Regions from separate parts of the Mus musculus genome. Here region 2 is linked to region 1. The links are chromatin contacts, called in public promoter capture Hi-C maps. All regions are on one chromosome and are shown on one strand. Each heading gives the region's core, a stretch centred on a gene start, on an enhancer-like site or on the middle of the called end of the contact. The rest is flanking DNA. Distances are from core to core; before and after follow the strand shown. Region 1 holds the start of 4930449E01Rik (RIKEN cDNA 4930449E01 gene). Region 2 has its middle 53 kb from the start of Trim52.

Evidence for each region. Promoter capture Hi-C pulls out the DNA fragments that hold promoters and counts their contacts.
Region 2: a promoter capture Hi-C map of embryonic stem cells shows a contact between it and region 1, with 4 times the contacts expected there. The contact joins the enhancer-like site here to the promoter of 4930449E01Rik in region 1. A contact is called at or near these places in 6 of 39 promoter capture datasets (the 3T3-L1 cell line, embryonic stem cells, hippocampal neurons and 2 more) and 2 of 115 datasets of contacts at active chromatin or transcription factors (embryonic stem cells and fibro-adipogenic progenitors).

What each region holds. Positions count from the first base shown.
Region 1 is chr14:105,496,490-105,500,830 of GRCm38.p6, reverse strand. It overlaps 4930449E01Rik (RIKEN cDNA 4930449E01 gene), which reads right to left and starts at 2,043. Exons shown (of 3, transcript NR_045921.1): 1 at 1,750-2,043.
Region 2 is chr14:106,050,608-106,054,948 of GRCm38.p6, reverse strand. No RefSeq gene overlaps it. Among named protein-coding and RNA genes, the nearest start is that of Trim52, 53 kb to the left of the region's middle. Within about 2 kb of position 1,873, at least 31 of the 459 cell types and tissues checked have an H3K27ac peak or open chromatin away from gene starts, as enhancers often do. A contact at or near this core is called in fibro-adipogenic progenitors, where this site is marked.

The DNA.
Region 1 (4,341 bases), core at 794-3,293:
ACGCTTGCCAAACGTGTTTGATTCTCTGAAATATAAAGTTCAATTTGAGACGCAGTAGCTCCCTAGTTGTTGATACATTAAAGGAACAATATATAGCTCAGAGCAAACCTATCAGGACGTAAAGGGCTACCGAGGTTCCAGATTTGGGATCAAAGAAAACACACAAATGATATTTACCTTAGGGTAAACGCAGTATTCTCTCCTCCATGCCATCATTATCAACAGAATTATAGGATGAATCGGAGCAAACTTTTCTTAAGGGTCAGATTTTTTTTTTTAACCCAGAAGAAAATTCTGAGCAAAAAAAATTTATTCAGACGTTTTAAAAGTGCTCAGAGGTTGTTTGTTTGTTTGTTTGTTTAAAAAATAAATAACTAAACAAAGTAAACCTCAGATCTTACCCTTGTCTGTAAAGTTGAGCACTCTATCTGGCATGCCATATCTCCACATCTTTTTATACATGGTCTGTATAGAGCTGCTTAAGTATGCATACGTGTGTGTGTGTGTGTTTGTGTGTGTGTGAGTGTGTATGTTTGTATGTGAGTGAGTGTGTGTGTGTGTGTGTGTGTTTGTGTGAGTGTGAGTGTGTATGTTTGTATGTGTGTGTGTGTGTGTGTGTGTGTGTGTGTGAGTGTGAGTGTGTATGTTTGTATGTGAGTGAGTGTGTGTGTGTGTGAATTTTTCCTATGCTATCATGTAATACACTCCCCGGTTGTATAGATTTAGGAATCACATTTTTCTTTCCCTCCTAGCCCACTATGATGAAGACACCTTGGAGTCTAGGGAAGAAAAGCCAGTGGGTCAGGAAAGCGTCTATCTGTCTTTCCGCCCTCATAGATAAAGCAGGAATTTTCTGGTGGTCTCTCTCTCAGCTTCTGATGTTCAGAAAGATAACTGTGTACACCCCCGTCGGAGAAGACGCTGACTTTTGTGTGGTTCCTTCTTGTGCCTGTCTTTCCCCTTCAGGGTTTAACTGAGTTTCCGACGGCCTGTCTCCGGCTGTGATAAATCAGGGGTTTCTTTTTCCCACTCTGGACTCCATTATGACATCACAGTAGCTATACAAACCCCAGAGTGAAGCAAACAAAAGAATTTTTTTAGTTCTCCTTCATTCAATAAGGCTCCATTTTCTGTCACACGACAACCTTTTGACCTGCATCCTAATGGCTCTGGTCACTCAAGGGCAGAAGTCCGGCCATAGGTTAAGTCTGTGCGCGTTTATGTTGAGGAGGGGTCTGTTTGTGCTCACTTCCTGTTGTCTGCTGGCACAATGCCATTGCTGTTCCGGAGCCATGAGATTCTGCTTCCTGAGTGAGCTCTTTCCCCTGAGATGTTAAAAGGAGGTTGCCTGTCTTGTCTCTGTCCCTTCAGTTAGCCAGGCCTTTTTGTCTTGGCTGCAGCTGAGCTGACAGTAGAGCCATCTTACCTTGAGAGGCTTGGGGGCGGGGCGGTGGGGGGCAAGTAATGCTGACTATTTCGTCGCGTTGCAACGGTTTCCCCGCTTTGCATTTCTTAACACCTGCTAGCCTGAACATTGCTTTAAAATGTACAGCTTCTGTTTGGTTCCTTTTTAAATGTTCAAAGCAAAAGCAGAACATAAACAATAGGCATATCAGGTAAACGCAGACTATTTGGGCAATAGTCGGATTTAAATACAGATCTGCAACTCCTCTCTCTCTCTCTCTCTCTCTCTCTCTCTCTCTCTCTCTCTCTCTCTCCCTCTCATTCTGTCTTCTCTGCCCACCTTACCTGCTCCTGCCTTCCTCCACACTCTCCCATTCTGCTTCAAGGAGAGGAGCAGACTGACCACTGCTAGAATGAATGCTACCAAGCTGACCAGTCGCAGAAAGTGTTGAGGCATGTGAACAACGATCCATCCATGCAACACACTCATTCAGCCAGCCAACCCAGCTGGCCTTCATCCCTTCCTCTTTCAGATGGGCCCAGGTTCTACAGGGTAAAGTCACTCAGCATTCCCAAAGCAGAAAGCAGTAGGTAGAGCAGATGAGTGAAGACCAGCCTGGAAAGGATATAGCATTCGTCATCCCGCACAGGAGAGACGTGGGGGATCTGTTCACACTCCATCTCCTGTCTTACCGGGGAGGGGGGGGGGAAGGGTCTCTGTACTACCTATGGTATGTGAGCAGGCACTGCACACTTAGGGGAGCGCTGCTCTCTGGAGTCCCATTGTCTTCAACTAATTCTTTAAAGGATAACGCAGAAAGGATATTTAACTTGGTACATTTCCAAAACCAGTGATTTACTCTCTCCACTAGTTTCCCAGTCTATGCCCTCAAGATGGGCATAGAATTTATCACTTGGCCTCTTCTTGGCTATGTAGACAGACAATATGGGATCCTCCCTTCCTTCTTTTCCTTTTTTCTTAAACCACAGTTCCAAATTATGCATATTCCTCTGTTGTGCAATCTCATGTTCCACTCCCCCCCCCTCCATATGCTATGACAGATCACTACAGCAGACCATTGTGAATGTCCCCCGAGGTGGGAAGGCTGCCTTCCTGAAGCAGATTAGTGATCATCCTGGAGTGGTTCCATGTTCCTTTTTCCAGGAGCCAAACCCGGATGCTTTTTTTTTTTAAAGATACTTTTAAAAAAAGAAATGCAGGCACGAATATAACTCGAGGAATGTTATACTTCCTGGTACCAGCTGTTCATCAAATTATGAGAAGAAACAGGAGGATTTATGATCCTTGAAATTTCATTTGAGCCCATGTTGTCACAGGGGTACTTCCTACCATATGCTCCATCCTTTTTGCAAGGTCCCAAGAAACCCCCCCCCCCCCCGAGAGCATGGAGTCCCGAGGGTTAATTTAATTTTATCTGTTTTCTTCCCATGGTAGTGAGAGAGAAGCTGCCATAGAATCCTCCCATTCCTCTTATTTTTTTTTTCTTCACATATAAGTGGTTCTCTCCTTAAAAATATAAGATTCTCCTTCTCAGCATGGTCTAGGATTTCTTAAATTTTCCTTCACGTGACTGCATAAATATAAGATTATGTCATTTTCATAAAAATGAACACAAATGGGCATAACCATATTAAACAAATTTTGTCATTCAAAGAATGACAAATATGTTTTCCTTCCCTTGTGATTCCTAACATATATATGGATATGTAAAATAATGTATGCATATGACATAAAAATAGAAGAGAAATAGCCTAGGAGAATAAGAGGAATAATAGAAAGGGGGGAGGGCAAAAGAGATAGGGAGGGCATAGGGGGCAAGGTGATCAAAGTATGCTTATATACTTGTATGAAAATAGCTTTATGTAACACATGACCACGTATCATGACTATACACAAGGAAAAAAGTTTTTATATATGCATATTTATGTATGTATATATAAATGCATACATATATCTATATACACACATACATATACATACACACACATACACACATACACACACACAATGCTGTGGCTAAAGAAATGACTCAGCAGTTAAGAGCACTGGTTGCATATCTAGGGCACCGGGGTTCAATTCTCAGGATCTCTCATGTGAGGTCTGACAGCCTCTTCTGGTCTCCAAGAGCACCAGGCACGTATGTGGTGCATACATGCAGGCAGAACACCCATAGCAAACACAGAAGTGGATGCTCACAGTCAGCTATTGGATGGATCACAGGGCCCCCAATGGAGGAGCTAGAGAAAGTAACCAAGGAGCTAAAGGGATCTGCAACCCTATAGGTAGAACAACATTATGAATTAACCAGTACCCCGGAGCTCTTGACTCTAGCTGCATATGTATCAAAAGATGGCCTAGTCGGCCATCACTGGAAAGAGAGGCCCATTGGACATGCAAACTTTATATGCCCCAGTACAGGGGAACGCCAAGGCCAAAAAGTGGGAGTGGGTGGGTAGGGGAGTGGGAGGGAGGGTATGGGGGACTTTTGGGATAGCATTGGAAATGTAAATGAGGAAAATACCTAATAAAAATTATATTAAAAAAAGAAAAAGTCTATGGGGACCAGGGAGTGGAATGTGATGGTTTGTATATCCTTGGACCAGGGAGTGGCACCATCTGAAGGTGTGGCCTTGTTGGAATAAGTGTGACCTGGTTGGAATGGGTGTGTCACTGCGGGTGTGGGTATAAGACCCTCACCCTAGTTGCCTGGAAGTCAGTCTTCCACTAGCAGCCTTTGGATGAAGACAGAACTCTCAGCTCCTCCTGCACCATGCCTGCCTGGATACTGCCATGCTCCCACCTTGATGATAATGGACTGAACCTCTGAACCTGTAAGCCAGCCCCAATTAAATGTTGTTTTTTTATAAGGAAAAAAAAAAAACACCCATAGCAGTAAAAATAAAATACGTTTTAAA
Region 2 (4,341 bases), core at 624-3,123, 550 kb before region 1:
ACTAGAGGAGAAGATGCTCTCGTTGAACTCTGAATATTTCTGCTGAGGTTTAGTGTGGAAAGCCTACCAATGGATGAATGCACAAGGACAAGAAGCATGAAGAACAGAAAGACTGGGCCAGAAAAGAAATGACCCTCAGCATATAATAACTAAAACACTAAATGGATAGAACAAAGGGATACTGTTAGAACCTGCAAGGGAAAAGACAAAGTAACACAGACAGATCTTTTATAATAGGACTTGCTTCTTGATGGTACTCTAAAAGCACAAAGGGAACAGACAGATATTCTATGGACTCTTAAGAGACCCTAGATGCCACACAAAACTACTACACCCAGTGTACTGAATAGTTATATGTCAACTTGACACAAGTTAAAGTGATCTGAGAGGAGAGTACCCCAGTTAAGAAAATGCTTCTGAAATAACGTGCAATCATGAAGAGCTGAGTTCTAATCCCAACACTTGCATAAAATCTAAGAGTAGCTACATACACCTGCAACTCTAGGCCAAGTCAGGTAGGACAATGGGACCTGCTGGCCACCACCTTAGCACCAGGTCCATTGAGAGACCTCATTTCAAGGGAATGAGGATGGACTGAAAATGCTAGACGGGGACACCCTACGATATCCTCCTCTGGCCTTTGTAATATCAGATCCCCTTCCCAAGGCTCAGGAAAAATGACAGAGAGGGTACAAGCAGATTTTAAGACACAGAGGTCTGGAAGGACTGAGGTAAAACAGTATCTTCTGCATATAACCAAACTTGCTCTCATGACCTCACAGCACCTGTGGATGCCTGCAAGAGATTCACTAAGGATCAAGCCAGTCAACATTCTAGTATGGATTTGGAAAAGGTTTGTGAATCACTCCTAAATTAGAAGCTAAGGATGACAGCTTTTGGAGGAGGGAAAGTCAATTTTCTTTAAGGATATGGCTCCTGATAGGTTGACCATTTTCCAGTGGTTGGCCCCATATCCATAAATTCATGAACAACACAAATTGGTGATAGGGAATTATTAAATTAGAAAAAAAGAAAAAAGGGAACTTGAATTTGAGTGAAGAAGGGGCATTGAGTGTAGATCTCAGAGAAGTTAAAAGAAAGGATTTGTGGTGAACATGGTCAAAGCCTACTGGACAATAGTCTCAGAGAATCAATAAAAATAGTTTAAAAAGAAAAATAGGGCAAAAAGAAAAGAGGAGCAAAATATGCGAAATCGGGATGTATGAATCTGAAATTAGTAGGAAATCTAAAACAAAGAAAAATCAATGCATATAAATTAGAGAGGAGCAAAGTATAATAATAAAATAGATGAAGAGGGGAAGCTTCACTTCGACTGCTATCTGGTACCTATTCACTTCCCAAGAGACCCTGAGTAGGAAGAAAAGTATCCTCACATAGTCAGGAATGACAATACTCTAAACTTCAGCATGTTGACGAAGGTTCACTCATTTCCCACATTTGATATGACAGAATGGAACACAAAGCCTTAAAAAATGTAGAGATACAAACAGGAAGAGATATAAAGAAGTGAGTGATTGCTCATATAGGAGTTATGAAACTTTGACCGAACAGACATGGAAATATTTCCAAGACACATTTTTGCAGTGATTCAAATGTCAGGGTCATATGATGTAAGCTTTGGAAACAGTACACTGATTTATTTGGGGAAAAGAATCAGAAATGCAAGCTGTAATTTATAATAGCATTCTTAATGGAAGCCAAAAATAAATACCATTTACATATTATATTGGGAATAAAGTATCTGCTGCAGACAACAGCTTTTTGTGTTCAAAAAATACTGCAGTGTTAGAATGCACTACATAACCTAATGAACTCATTTGAAATCAGCACAAAGCAACACCCAAAACTCGGGGAAAAATGAATCATAGGGTGGCTGAAATAAGACAGCAGTGCAGATGCATTCTTGATCCTTTGACCACATAGATCTCTCAAAAAAAAAAAAAAAAACAGAGTCAGGGAGACAAACAGCAGCTTGCAAGACTGGCAGAATAAACAGCTACAGCCACTCCACTGATTTCTTCTCCAGGTGGCTCTCTTTGTTGTGTAGATTTATGTCCTCAGAATCAAAAGACGTGATGGGGACATGGAAGTAAGAGATTCTTTTGGAATGCATGGTAGTTTCCAGCAGCATTGTAATCTCTCCCTTAGTCAGAAATTATTTAAGGCTTCCACGTATTGGGCAAAAGAATAACAATTTCAAAATACTCTAGTGGGACTTTGATGGTCATATTACAAAGTGGGAAGCAGCAGCATACTTGAGAGCTGTCATTTTGATAAAGATACTGCAAATGGCGAAGAAAAAAGAAGTAGCAATGATTCATTTAAATGTTCTAATATTCCTGTATGTTAGTGACACAAAGTCAAGACAAGCCATATGAAAAACTTAGAAGAAGGGATGAGGGGTCCAAAACCAGATGAATTACCTCAAGTTTTTACAGTCTCAAAGAATGCATAGAACGCTGTTGACCATAAACAAAACTCCTCAAGGACTCTGTCTTCATTAGATTTTTACTGCTGTGAACAGACACCATGACAGGCAACTCTTATAAAGAACAACATTTCATTGGGGCTGGCTTACAGGTTCATAGATTCAGTCCATTATCATCAAGGTGGGAACATGGCAGCATCCAGGCAGGTATGGGGCAGGGAGAACTGAGAGTTCTACATCTTGTTCAGAAGATAGAAGACTGTCTTCTAGGCAGCTAGGAGGAGGGTCTCAAAGCCCACTCCCACAATGACAAACTTCCTCCAACAAAGCCACACCTACTCTAACAAGGCTATTCCTCCTAAAAATACTGCTCCCTGGTTCAAGCATATTCAAACCACCACAAAGACACTTTAGATTAAAGTTGAATATGAAGCTCAGCTGTACAATCTTTAATAATTGTGATAGCTTAAATATACTCATTGAATGCTCTAAGCTTCAATTTCCACATTAGGAAATGAGGATAATATGATCTTTCAGAGATTCAAGGATTTAATGTCACATTTTTTTCTGTGACAGTATAATTGTTTACATGGGTCTCATGTTTCTATCAACAGCTATGTCTTTAGATTCCCCCCACAAGCTAACATAACACAACCTTTATCACTTACCTGTCGTGTAGCCTTGAGCTCATTATTTACCTGCACTGTCAATTTTATCACTTATAAATATAAAATTTAAATAAGACACACCTCAAAGGGAGGAGTGTTGAAAGGATGCATGCATTCATATGAGTAACACATTGAAGGAAGAGAATATTTGGTAGGAATTAGAAAAACAGTAAATGTCAACTCAATTGTTAGCATTTTTCTCCTATGTTCTTCCATCTCCTTTATCTTCTTCATCTTCTTGTCACTGTGCTGATGACCATATTTCAGGCACTCTGTTAGGGAATATCTTGTTAGGGCATGGAAACCTTTTTGCTCGGTGTATCAATACCAAGTATACACACATTTACCAAATGCCAGTTCCCATGAACAGAATCCTTGGTTTGTAAAGGAAAAGAACTCAACCTGTGATGGTTTGTATATGCTCAGCCCAGGAATTGGCACTATGAGAAGGTGTGGCCCTGTTGGAGTAGGTGTGTCACTGTGGGTGTGGGCATTAAGACCCTCATTCTAGCTGCCTGGAAGCTAGTATCTACTAGCAGCCTTCAGATAAACATGTAAAAATGTCAGCTCCTCTTGCTTTATACCTATCTAGAAGCTGCCATGCTCCTGCCTTGATGATACTGGACTGTAACTCTGAGCCTGTAAGTCAGCCCCAATTAAATATCGTCCTTTATAAGACTTGACATGGTGATGCTGTCTGTTCATAGCAGTAAAACCCAAACAAAGTCACAACCCAAACTATCTTTAGTCAGAAGGAGATTCTTTTGGTAAGTCAAATGACCAGCCTAGTTACAAATCTGTGTGAACACACTCCGAGTTGATCAAGACATTTGTCTTCCCAAATTCCTACCCACACTTCATCTAGAGCATGGACTCCATCCTCTCTTTTGGCAAACAGCTTCCTCTGTGAGGCATAGATTAGCCACATGGAACTTTTAGATTTGTTGTTTATTTGTTTACTTGGCTTCTTTTGTTTCTTTTGTCTTCCGATGCCTTGCTACTCGGGGATGCAAAGATTAGTTTGCTGGTGGGTAAGAGATGTACGACAGTCTAGTGACTCTCACTCCAGTTGAGAGCTGGTGATGTAAATGATCCAAGAATAAGAAAATGAACCTGTTGGTCAAGCCAAGACTCAAGCATTGACCTTCAGTCTTATAAGCTAAATAAATATTATTTTATGCTATTTTATTATGATCATAAAAATTTAATAGTCTCATTTAGGCA